2 separate regions of the Dromaius novaehollandiae genome follow, and region 1 is linked to region 2. The links are chromatin contacts, called in public Hi-C maps. All regions are on one chromosome and are shown on one strand. Each heading gives the region's core, a stretch centred on a gene start, on an enhancer-like site or on the middle of the called end of the contact. The rest is flanking DNA. Distances are from core to core; before and after follow the strand shown. Region 1 overlaps LOC112989574 (a long non-coding RNA gene). Region 2 holds the start of ANOS1 (anosmin 1).

The links. Hi-C and Micro-C count contacts between places; a contact is called where the count stands out from the background.
Region 1: a contact with region 2 is called in a Hi-C map of brain, with 4 times the contacts expected there. The contact joins the enhancer-like site here to the promoter of ANOS1 in region 2. A contact is called at or near these places in 2 of 4 Hi-C or Micro-C datasets (brain and liver).

The regions. Positions count from the first base shown.
Region 1 is chr1:140,871,869-140,878,178 of bDroNov1.hap1, forward strand. It overlaps LOC112989574 (a long non-coding RNA gene), which reads right to left. Exons shown (of 13, transcript XR_010385830.1): 8 at 5,756-5,938; 9 at 3,844-3,973. Among named protein-coding and RNA genes, the nearest start is that of PNPLA4, 22 kb to the right of the region's middle. Within about 2 kb of position 2,998, at least 1 of the 2 cell types and tissues checked has open chromatin away from gene starts, as enhancers often do.
Region 2 is chr1:140,364,769-140,370,879 of bDroNov1.hap1, forward strand. It overlaps ANOS1 (anosmin 1), which reads left to right and starts at 1,976. Exons shown (of 14, transcript XM_064500789.1): 1 at 1,976-2,377. The coding sequence starts at 2,180.

The sequences.
Region 1 (6,310 bases), core at 1,748-4,247, 510 kb after region 2:
CAAACATATTCATATTCACACCATGCCTGGCATAAGCCAGCTCTTACCTTGTGAAAAATTAAGTTTCACTAGTTGATACTAGCTGTCTCAATGTACAAAAAATCTTTAAATACAAGACAAATATTATACATTTTATGCCATTTAGTAAATTTTAATAATGTGTTTTGGAAATGTGATCATGACTTACTTAGGCCAATAAGGAACTATATATTCCAGGAAAGAGTAAAACATCATTTTTCTTCTATGAGGTAGCTACTGATATTTTTAAGAGGAAGGACTATATGCTTCTCATATTAAAGTCTGAAATCTCCTTGCAATATATGTGTTAACTTTCTGGCCACAAGTCGATTTTTCCTTTGCTGTGCAAGGGGCTGAAAGGAGGACTCACTACTATCCTGAAAAGTGTTTTTCCGAACAGCCTTTAAGATTTCCCGTAAGTGCTTTGTTTACACCTGATTCTCTTTCAGCCCTTTTGCCTCATGAAGCATCAAGGGAACTACGGAGTCAGGTGACTGGGCCTGCACCTGACTAGTACACTTCTGAAGCATTTCAACCACTCTGTACAATGCTAGAAGGCCATTTCAGCAGAGAATGCTCCTTCTTGGAGGAAAGGATCCTGCCGTGGAGAAGACTTATGTAGACCAAGGAATGGGTTAAAAGTGAACTGAAAGGGAGAGTAGAGAAAGGAATGAAGAAACTTTTATGGAGAAGGTTGGAATAATCTACTTATTCTTCTTTGACAGAAGGGAAATATGTCAGACTACGGGGCTTGGCTGCCTAGAGACATGAGTAATCAAAGCTCTGGAATCTGGGTTACTTTCTGTTGTGGTCTAAGATATCAGGGATTGGCTTGCCGTCAATATCTGTACTTCCTTCTGTCATCGGCACCTAACTACAAAATAGTGTCTTTCTCCAAGAGACTTGTAGCAACTATGTGTGTGACTCTCTTGCATGATTCACTTCCTTGATTCCACACCTGGCTTAAAGACTAGGACAAAGGATGAGCTTTATTTCTCATGAAATGACATGTCTTGTTCCTATCAGGCCTTAGGTAATTCTCACCCTTCCTCTTGCCAAATCCTCTGGATTCATCGCACATCGGTGAAACATGCTGAAGACCTCTTCTATTGCGATCCTACAAAAGTAACATGAGATCTTTCAGCAGAAATGCTCTCACTGTTCTAAGTGCTCCTTTTTTTAATGTTCTTCCCCTCTAGCCAAGATACTAGGCTACTTTGTAATATGCCAGATACTAGTCTTGTGGCTTCTGCCACCATCTAATGCAATACAGTTTAAGAAGGAAGTAAAAGAATCAGTTCTTTGTGGGCTGACTAGCTGAAGGCAAGCAAGTTCCCTATGAGAAGGAAATGTGCCTTGAATTCTCCCAAAAATGAAGAAAAGAAACAAGAGTTGTTAAATCTCTATCCCAGGAAGGTTATCTTTAGTATGTGGAAGACTGGCAGATCTAAAGATCTAATAGGATTGTGGGATTACCAGTGAGGTAGAGTGGTTATTTCAAAGTGCTGTGGGTAACAATCACTACAGAAAATCAGTGTTGTTCACTGTGGCTAATTGTTGGATCCTTGGCAATAGCAATAATAAGGAAAAACAAAAAACAACAGTGAGAGTCACATCTCAAGCTCATGTGAGACAGAAAAAAGGACAGCTTCTGGATTCAAGAGATTTTTCTGTGGGTTGCTACTAAAGACCCCTACTGCAAAGCACTGACAGTATTAACACTTTTTTGGCCATTGATCAGCTAACTCAAGGTTCAAAAATTTAACAAATTTTCCCCAAATTTGTCTTCTGATATTACTGTTCTAGGTATAGATCCTACTATAATAATATTGAGGAGTGACAGACTACTTTTCATTGGAGAATTAAATCTACAATTGTCTTTGTGCTAAAAATACATTAGTCAAATGCAATTACCACACCAGACTAGTGTGAAAAATGCACACGTTTGGATCTACATCAAATGACGAAGTATTTTATAGTTAACGAAGGACATTATGATTTTATAATGTTAGCTTTTGGATTCCTTTCACATTCAATAATAAAAGATTTAGTAAATCACTTACATCTTCCTGATTTGCAGCATATCTTTTAAATAGATATCACTCTAGCTTAAAGGATTTGAGCATTGAAGAATCTTGTCCGTAACTTACTACTATAAGTAAACACCATTTTTTTAAAAAAAGATGCATATTTTCTCTTTTCACTTTATTGTACTACATTTGCCTTGGTATGTCTTTCTCTAATGGAGGGCAAAGAGGTGAGCTGGAGGCCTCCAAAGTGATACAAAATGGAAATACTCTATGACAACAAATAGACTTGTATTTGTAATTTTCTATTCCATCATCCTTGTCCGTAAAGTTCTAAGTTTTGGGTCTTGTCATGTCCCCATGAACAAAGAAATAATTATCCTATTCACACAACACTTGTAAAGGGCTTCATATTGTGGTAAATGTGGAAAATGTATTTTAAGCCAAAGCTTCAAGTATGAATTCTTGAGATTCAACCTGAATGCCAGAGCCCTGACCTTTAACACCTCCAGACCAAAAGGGAAACTATAACAAATATGTGTCAAGAGGTGATGACTCTTCCCTCTGTCATCTAAAGAAACTTAGTGGTATCTGTTCCCTTCCAAGCATAAGCATTATTACATCAGTAACAAGTGAGGTCCAGATGAAGCAAGCAAATCTTTAACTAATTAGGAATTAAGCTGTTTCATATTGTTCACTATTTGGCTAGCTTTCATTTAGTGAATGCTATCAAAATCTCCCTCCTTCCTCTATTTTCTCATTTTGGAAATGGTACATAGATCAAAAATAGTCATAGAAACCTACTTTGATCATCATAATGTTTGCAGCTATGATACTTACCAGTTGCTCTGTTAAGCATTAAAAAAAAAAAATACATCTGCTTTCAGTCTAGAGGGCTCTTAATGGAATACGGATGACTAAGTGAAGAGGCACTTATACACAGAAGTACAGACTTGCCTGAACAAACTGGTGGGGCAATGTGTAGCTCTATAACTAGCTTTAAAAATGTGGAAGTTATGTCAGTTAAGAAATTTGTATAACTTAAGCACACATCTGAAACAGATAACATCACTGTTTTTGAGTGGATAACATATTTTCCTTTGGGTTATCTGAAGCTAGGCCATGCCGAACAGTAATACATCCCTGTTTTTTTTTTTTTTATAACAGTGTCAAAGAAAGAAGAAAATGGGTAAAAGCAAATCAATGTTTTCTTCTTTACAGTGCTATAAAAAGTGCTACCAAAAGTATGAAACACTAATGAAGAAAAAAATAGTAAGCAAATTCTAATGGCCTTTCATTCAGTTTTGACAAGGTAGAGATAGGGATCTGATGCAAGAAGAACATAAAGGTTATTGCAATTTATCAAGGAATAATCACAACATGCTGAACAGCAGGGACAAGGTGTCAAACCTTTCCTTTAAGATTGCAAAGAAGTAGCCAGCAAATCAATATAGTTTATAAGGAGTTTACAGATAAAATTAAATCCTGGAAATAAAAATGATCTCCCTTCAGTTAAGCCTCTAATTTATGATTATTCTACCATTTCTTTCATTTTCCCTCAGCATAACTGTGTCCAAACGAATTTGCAAGGAAGACTGACTCCATTTTGAAAGGATAACATCCTGCTACCATAAATCACACTACAACTAACACATATGTCATTATAATTTGACTGCTACTGTGAGAAGGGAGGAGAGACAGGAATTGGCATTTTAGGAGTGAAAGGGAGTAAAGTAAGCTGAAACTGCATAGAACTACAGTCAATCATGTAGTTACCACTATAGCTATATTACTATACCTATGGAGTATGTTTAGCCTCTTCATTGTGAGTGGTTAGTGAGTTCCTCTAATGATCTTTTTCCTCCCAGTGACAGCTCTCAAGTCCGGCCTTCCCTTTTTGCTGACAGTTGCAGCTTTCTTGTCAGCTTCTAAGGAGAAAGATTTCCCATAAGTAAGAAGCAAAGAGAATGGTTCACATAGTGTTGATGACATCTCTAACAGGCCATTTGATCACCATATTTGGCTTGCATACATAATCATATGTACACGTTTTAGCTATTTTAGGAGCTTTGTTCCATAATCCCAATGTTTACATCTGTAAGAATCCATTCCTTATCAGTGAAAAAGTTACATGAACTGGGTTACACACATTATAGGTTATAATGTCTGCAAAATCCTACTATAAACAATACGTAATGAAAGCTATATTTAATGAATTCTAGAAAGTGAGTTTTCCAACAGCACTCTCATATATGTACATAAGAATAACACCTTACCTAACTAGAACTGCTTGCCAACTGAGATGCGATTTCTCATTTCCTGTCTCTCTCTCTAGATAACTGTATATATAGTTATAGCTATAAAAAGTTATAGTGACAGAGAGAGATTCATAAGATCTACAGGCTAATTAGAATCATCACATTAGGGAAGATGTTTGAAATGTTATTAGTAGGTCACTTACAAACTCTTGATGAAATACTAAAGAAACTGTATCTTTTTTTGCTATATCCCATTTTAACAGCATCATCCCAATCATCCTCATCTATATCAGTAGGTGCAAGAATACTGAAGAGCGTCCTTCACAATGTAATTTAAATCCTCTTCCTAATGTTCCTTCAGAAACAGTGGAGAAAAAGTTCATTAATGTCTTCAATATACATCTATTGCTATTTTGTGGGGGGAGGGGGGGGAAGAGTCCAAATCTGATAGGCAAATATCATAAAATTTTATCAGACAAATTGGTTGAAAAGCCTTGCCAGCTTCCATTGCTCCCTTTCTTTGTATTGCAATGCCCCCTGCAGGTATAAAAGATCCTCTGTTTCTCTATAGTATTTTCTTTATCTCTCGGAGTGGAGCATTTTATCGGAGTTTCTAAAAACCCTGTTAATTGCAAAGTACTGTTTGAATCACATAACAGACATATAAAATAGAAAACAGAAGACAGAGGAAGAAGAGAGTTATATATGCTGTATCTTAGATCGAGAATACACATAAGACAGAACAAAGGACCTCACAGGGGTTAGTGAAAACTTGTGTCTCAGCCTATATTCTCAAAAGATTTAAACTGGAGGGGAATGAGATGGTACTCTACTTAAGTTTGAAACCAAAACTTCTGTCCTCAGTCTCAAATGAACTGCATCTTGTTATTATTTTTCTTAAATGGACAGAAGAGAAAAAGTATATAAAGTATCTCAGAATACTAGGTTTTGTGAACTACCTACCCCTGTTTAGGAGGATATCACCAATGTATGTTAAACATGAAGCTGGATCACTGACTTTAATTGATTAGCATTATATTTCAGAACAGACTTTGTCAAATAATGGATGCTCATCCCCCCTGATAGATTCAGATAGGGAACTATGGAACAGATGATCGAAAAAACTGAGGAGACAATGTCAACCTCTGAGACCGAGGTGGAGGCTTGAAGTCATCCAACATGGCATCATTACAGTGATTACATGGTCTCAGATCACTTGTCTATCCTAATCACACTGTTATAACTAGATAAATTGGGAGATTTGTGAAAATTGTTCAGACTAGCAGCTTGATGAAGTAAGCATGTCAAAAATGGGAAAGAGCAAGGAGATATCATGATTGCTGTTCATAGGTAATATTTGATTACGTTAGTTGAAGTGACATGTTTCCTACTGCATTAAACTCTGGAAACACATTAAGCTGAAGCTCCATGAAGTAATTACAACATAATCACACCAGAAAAGGCCAAGGTCGAAGTAAGAAGGAGTGGATCCAAGGGAAGGTTTCTTCATTTTTTGTGTGACACACGCAGTCTTCATGCAGGGACAAATACAGCTTCAAATGTATCCATCACACATATATGTAACACAGAGGAGGCAGTGCTTTCTCTTCCATCTCAGTCTGTAGGCATGGTTCCCTGCACCCAAAAATGTGAAATGTGATATCTAAAAACTACTAAACTGATGTCTTTATGCAATAACCTGTCCTACCAATGAAAATGCTTCTATATAGTTGCGACAGTAAATTAAGAGGATGGTGATTCAGCTGCATGAAGCTATGTAAATATATGATAGATTACAGAAGTAAATAAACAATGTTTCAATGTAGTTTTATATTTATGAACAATTTCTGCTAATTTTAAATTGACTTGCTCTTCAGCACCCTATCACCATTTTGGAGGAGGAGAAGAGAGCTCTAAGGCTTTGATCATAAACTTTTTCCTTCAATTACATAAACAACTATTGTAGCTGGTTAATTAGTAGTGACTGATCAAGTAGGTCAAGTGCTA
Region 2 (6,111 bases), core at 726-3,225:
CTATTTGTCACAATACTGCTAGGGCCACACTTTTACTTTTATGCTGTTCTATAATGTGAACGTGTTTTCTTTTTAAATACAGAGGTGCTGGATTAGGATAAGTGCATTAGCTGCTGTCAGCAGAACCCTAACTGGTTCTCCAGTGGGAGGAAATCATTCAGAATTGGGAACTGTTTTTGAGCTACCAGTGAGTGACCTCTGTTCATTAAAAGTGGTAAGTAGTCACTGCAACTCCAAAGATGAGGAAGACTTCTGGAAGTATAGCTGAAACAGTCTTCCTTGCCTAACCAGGGCACTTCCAAAATAGCCTGTGGAAAATGCTTACACAGTGCAAGCACTGGGGCAATGTCTATGCAAGTAGCAGCTGACCTCGTCTTCTGGTAACTGTGCTCCCTCAAGCACTGATGGACACAAATTGTCATTTCAATTTGTTAGCACCTGCAGGAGTGAATCTGGCCTACTGGCTTCTTTCAAGTGAAGATTTCTAGTCAACTGACAGGAGAACTTGGCTCAGCCACTGTAAGCTGCAAAATAATATTTAAACTTTGTCTCACTTCCTATTATATGTCGCAAATGCTTGTGACAAGAACTCTGTTCTTGTTTTACTCTGTGGTTATTTATGATAAGTTAGTAAAATTACGTCTAGAACCAATTCCTTAGTTTGGGTTTAACAAAGGTCTACATGCTTCGGTTTCATTTTACATATCTGTACGTGTATGGAAAGTGTATGCACATACTCCTTAAAAAGATGACCTTGGGGAATATGTTTTATTTTGCATTTGTGTATTTCAGGACATCCATAAAGAGAAGGATTATACCCAGGCGTAAAATTAGTATAAGCAAGATTGGTCAAAGACCTTGCTGCATTTTGTTTTAGGAGATTTTCTCAATGTGCACTTAACTTGTGCTAAAGCCTGTTTCAGCAAAGAAGACTCCTGCAGTCCATTTAATATAGTGTTCTATAACCACATTAAACTACTATTTATAGTTCCTGAAGTGGCCTAAAGACTACTTATTTCAGCTGATACGACCTTGAGATCTCCAAGTTCAGGAAGATCAATCGACAGATTGCAGGCAGAAAAGATTCACTTGCTCCTTCTGGTAGCACATAATTGCAACCGGAGGAGTTCATGTATTGTACTTCAGAAGAGGAATGTAGTATGTAACCTCTGTGCTATATGCTGTGGCATGCGCTTTCAGCACAGGAACTAAAAAAGCAGAGAAAGAGCATACTTGTTGTATACTGTAGAGTAGCCATTTTAAAGCTCAAGACATTATTACAATTTTGCAGCTATTTACCCAAAGGTATTGGACTAAAGAATTGAAAATTTTCATTCTTAAGTAACTCATCAGGGAAGATTTTACGGCTTTCACCTTGAGAAAAGGGCTTACCACGGCACTCGGTTCTCTGTCAAAAAACAAGGAGTTTCAAGAACTTCACCACATACTTTCCCCCCGCTTAAGAAAGAAAAAAAGAAGTCCGTAATACAAATCAGACTCCAAGGGACGGCAGCTCAGCCACTTCCCGCACACCTAGCCAGGCTGAGGCAAGGCTGCTGAAACGCAAACCACGAGCGGGCCGTGCTGCGAGCGGAGCGGAGGGCAGCGCGACGGGCCGCTCAGGGCTTCGCACGGCGCGACCGTTGGGCGCCGGAGCCCTCCGCTAACGGTCGGTGCCAGCGGCGCGGGGCTGCCTGTCCCCGGCGCCCAGGTGGGCGCCAGCCGAGCCGAACCGAGCGCCCTGCATGGCCACTCCGACCGTGTGTGTGTGTGCGTGTGTGTGGAGGCGTAGGGTGGCAGCTCAGCAGGCGCTGCCCCACAGGTGGGGGCGAGCGCTGCCGAGCCGACCCGCCGGCGACGCGACCTGCCTGCGGCGGCACAGCCCGCCCGCCCCGTCCCGTCACTCCGGCGCGGCGCAGCCAATGGCGCAGCCGCCTGTCAGCCGCGGCCCTCCCCTGCCGCGAGCGGGGGAGGGGTGTGGGCCGGGGAGGGGAGGTCGGAGGGGCGGGCGGGGGCGAGCGGAGTTGGGCGATTGAACTTTTCTTGTTTAGTTTCCGCGGCGCGGAGGCTCCTGCACCCAGTGCAGCCCGGCACCGCCCGGCGAACGGGACCCTGCCGCCGCCTCCCGCTCTCCTCCGCACCCGCCGGCCCGGCCGCCCGCTGCCTGCCCCGCGGTGCGATGGTGCGCGGGGCGCCCGGCGCGTCCCTGACCCTGCTGCTCTGGGTAACGGCCGCCTGCGGCAGCCCCGCCGGGCCGGCGGCTGGCGCGGCCGCCGCTGCCCGCAGGCAGGAGGAGGCTTTCTCGGCGGCCAGATGCTCCTCCAGGTGCCTGAGCCTGCAGATCACTCGCATCTCCGCCTTCTTCAAGCATTTCCAGGTAGGGGCATGGCGCCGCCGAGGGACGTCCCGTCGCCGTCACCCTGCGCGGCGGGCGGGCGGGCGCCGCTGGGCCCCGGCACGGCGGGCGGAGGCAGATGCGGCCGCCTGGCTCGTCCCCGCTCTGCGGCAGGGCGCGGGGCTCGCCCGCAGGCTGCCGCCGCGCCCGGTGACACGCTCGCCCCGGCACGGGGAGACCGGGGGCGGCACGGCGCTGCCCACAGGTGCTCTCGGCGGTGGCGGGGCGATGCCGCGGCGGGAGCCCGGCGAGGGGCTCCGCGGCGATGCGAGGGCTGCCCGTCCCGCCGCTCCCGCAGGCGCGTCGGGAGCTTGGCGTCGCGAAGCCGCTTGCAAAGTTTGAGTTTTATTAATTTTTTTTTCTAAGACTGATGCTCAGGAACGTGTACTGCTTAGCCGCGGTCTCCTGGGAGGTGAGGGCGGGGGCAAGGCATGATTTCTGAAACAGAGGGACACGCTTGTGCCTGACGAGATGGTAAAATGGGGATGGAGTTGGGGGAATAAGATAAAATGGACCGCGCGGAGAGAGAGGGAGCCGTGAAAGCTGCTGAAGCAGCGCGGGAGGTGGTGTGACAGCAGGGATGTGCGCCCCTCGTTTCCCACCTCCAGTTATGCACCTTTCCCTGCTCTCCTCCCCAACTGTTCTGCTTTGTGCAAGTATTCAGCCGACCCGACCCGAAGAAACGATGGAAACCCTTCTGGACTGCCTGCGCTGCCTCCCTCCCAGCCCCTTTTAGGAAGGGAACCGGGAGGAAACGGAGCCACCTCCACCTTTCGGGATAGCGCGTCTCTGCAACGTGAAGGGGACTAAGCGGGGACGCGCTTCTTGCTTCCCTTGTGCCTTCTTGTGAATTATAAACCAAAACTACTCGCATAAATGTTTGCGCAAAGCAGCTCTGAGGGCTAAGGTGTTGGCATGCAGAGAGACATTGAAGGATAACCCGATTTAGAAAAAAAAAAACGGAAAGAAAAGCCGAACGTGCCCTGTTTCAGCGGGACTTGCTCGGTGCCTGTGTCTGCGCTAGGCGGGCCGGGCGCGCACCTCGAGGCGGCGCGGAGGAGGCGCTGGTCCGCCTGCCTGCGCGACGCCAGGACCTGCGGCAACTCCCCGCGCCGCGCCCGCGGCGGCTTAGCCGGCAGCTCCGCTGCGTCTGGGGCAGCGCAGCGCTTCCTGTGAATGTGGTCTCCGCTTCGCGGGATGCCTCGAAAGGAGGGGACTCATTAAAGCAGTTCATTATCTTGAAGAGGGATTAGTATTGTTTTTTATTGCGTTGTCAGGCGATTGTAACCGACTTGTTTTACAGTTTCAGTGGCTAAAGAGGCAGTTTAGATCAAGCCAATTCCTAGTGAAAGGTTTTTTTTGTGTCGTCTTGGCATGATTTCTTTTCCGACGTAAAACTGCGGACAGAATGCACTGCCAAACAATAGTGATTACATTTTAATTAGCCAGGGATGAAATAAACTGCAAATTACTCAGTTAGGAGTCAATAACTGTGGGTTTTTTTGTTTGTTTGTTTTTTTTGTAATCAGTTGCAAATCTTCGGGTTTTAACCCCAACCTGCTAAAGCACAAGGTAATTTATCTAAATTACGAGGGATTAAAGTCCTGGTAGACATGAAACAACTGCAACGTTTGGAAGATAAAGTAGTCTGGCTTATAAAAGTTAAGCTTTCCATTGTCTTTTAATGAGGGAAGGGAGGGAGCTTTTAGAGTACAGTGAGCAGTGGATGCTCTCAGAGACTGATAATACACAGTGCACTGTAGGTCACGCAGGTCTGCTCTGTATTATTCCATGATGGTAAAGAATGTTTCCTTCCTCCCCTTTTCTTCTTCCTCTTTTTATCCCCTCCCCCCATTTTGGTCTCAACTGGTAGCAATTTCTGGAGTTCTTTTCATTGCAGAGATGCCCAATTATCTTGTAATCTGATTCAGCCTTTGAAGTGAACCAAACACTAGCTCGTCCCAACGGGAGCAGGAAGGAACTCCAGTGTCTCCCAGTTAGAACAGGACTTGAAAGAAGAGTGACCCACTCGCTTCACCAGCCTTGCTTTAGATACTGCCTTAGTGGTGGGGATGAGGACGACAGCAGCTTGATGCTGCGTGGAAGGTGACTCTCCCACATTTCGGAGAAATAGTTCACAGTACCAAAAAGACATCAGTAACAGACTTTTACAGGGAATGGGGTATCAAGTAGTATGAACAGGAAAACAGGTGTAGGTCTATAACTACAGGCTCCCTTATTTGAATGCCAGCTGGTAATTTTTCAAATTCCCAAAATGTTTACAGGAGATTTTCATTCTTTTTCTTACAAAGAGAATTTTCAGTCATTTTTATTTACTATCCTTATTTCTGGCAGGGCCAAGAGAGATGTTCTGTTTTATTTATTTATTTTTATGTTACTTCTCCGAAGCAGTTCTAAACCCGGTTTTAAAGGTACATTCTCACTAGGAAATTATTTTAACCAATGCACAGGTCAGAGACTTTACTTTTTTTTTTTAGTACTGTAGGCTATTGATGTGGGCTAGAAGAAGAATTAATCAGCTAAATCAAAAGTCTATGATCTTCAGAATGCCTGCTGAGCAAGCACAGATGCCTGTTATTTGCCATAAAATTCCCATGGCCAGGAGTTTTTCTATTTTAACAGCGTTGGGCAGTTCTAGGTAGAGGTCACACCAAAGGACATTACGGATCCATATGGGAAATATCACACCACGTGGTCCTTATAGCCCAATAAAATATATATTTTTATATCTATATATGACCTGTCTATAGACTGAGAAGTTCCATACCAAACATGCTGGCACAAAGTGCTTTCAAAACAAAACAAAACATAAACTGTAAGCAGAATGGGTCATCGTTGTTTCTTCTTTTGTATTGTTAATTATAGTCCTCATCCACATTAGAGAAAGATGTTCAGTCTCTGAATGAAGGGGCTCCGACATCTGTCTTGTGCAGCACTGGGCTTCAGGTTATTTTTGGCTTTTGGGGAATGATAACATTTTTATCTGACCTGTAGAGCTTGGGCTGCTGGACAGCAGAGAATGGACAATTCATTGTCCTGTGAGGAGAAAGAGTAGGGAAAAGAGAATGAGGCACTCTAGCCTAATGTTTAGGATACTCATTTATTTTTTTTGTGTGGAGAGTATTGAGATGTGGGTTTTAGCCTCTGCTGCAGTGACTGTTGTATAAAAGGTATGAGGGAGTAATTGGAGCATTCACTAGAACCTGTCCTTGCTCCTAGGTGACTGCATTAACAGGTAAAGTAGGGTACCTACTTCTGTGCTTTGTTTCTGGCAAAATTGATTATCATTGTTGTCTACAAATCACCTGAACAGGGGAAGAAGACCAGAGTGTTCTTGGAGCAAGTAAGAGCATGGCAGTCAAGTGGCCTGTCTGTGGTGGAAAAGACACAGATTTGAACCTGACTGTCCTGTATTGTAAGTGTTCTACCCACTGGGCTGCTGTCTAAAAGAGCATGTCTGTGTGTAAGTGAGAAAGCCAAAAGCTGTGCTTGTAAGAAAGGAGGGGTGATTCCTCCTCTGTTTTAGAAAGAAGGGAAGGGCTAAAGTGCCTGACTCTATGAGAAGCCTCAAGGCTATGGATCCTGTGTGGAAGAAGGCATGCTGTTTTAGGAACTGAGGTTGTAAAGAACAGTGCTGGCACTGAATACATCCATTCCCTCAGTATTTTCAAATGAGTAGAGTTAAGGCAGTTCCT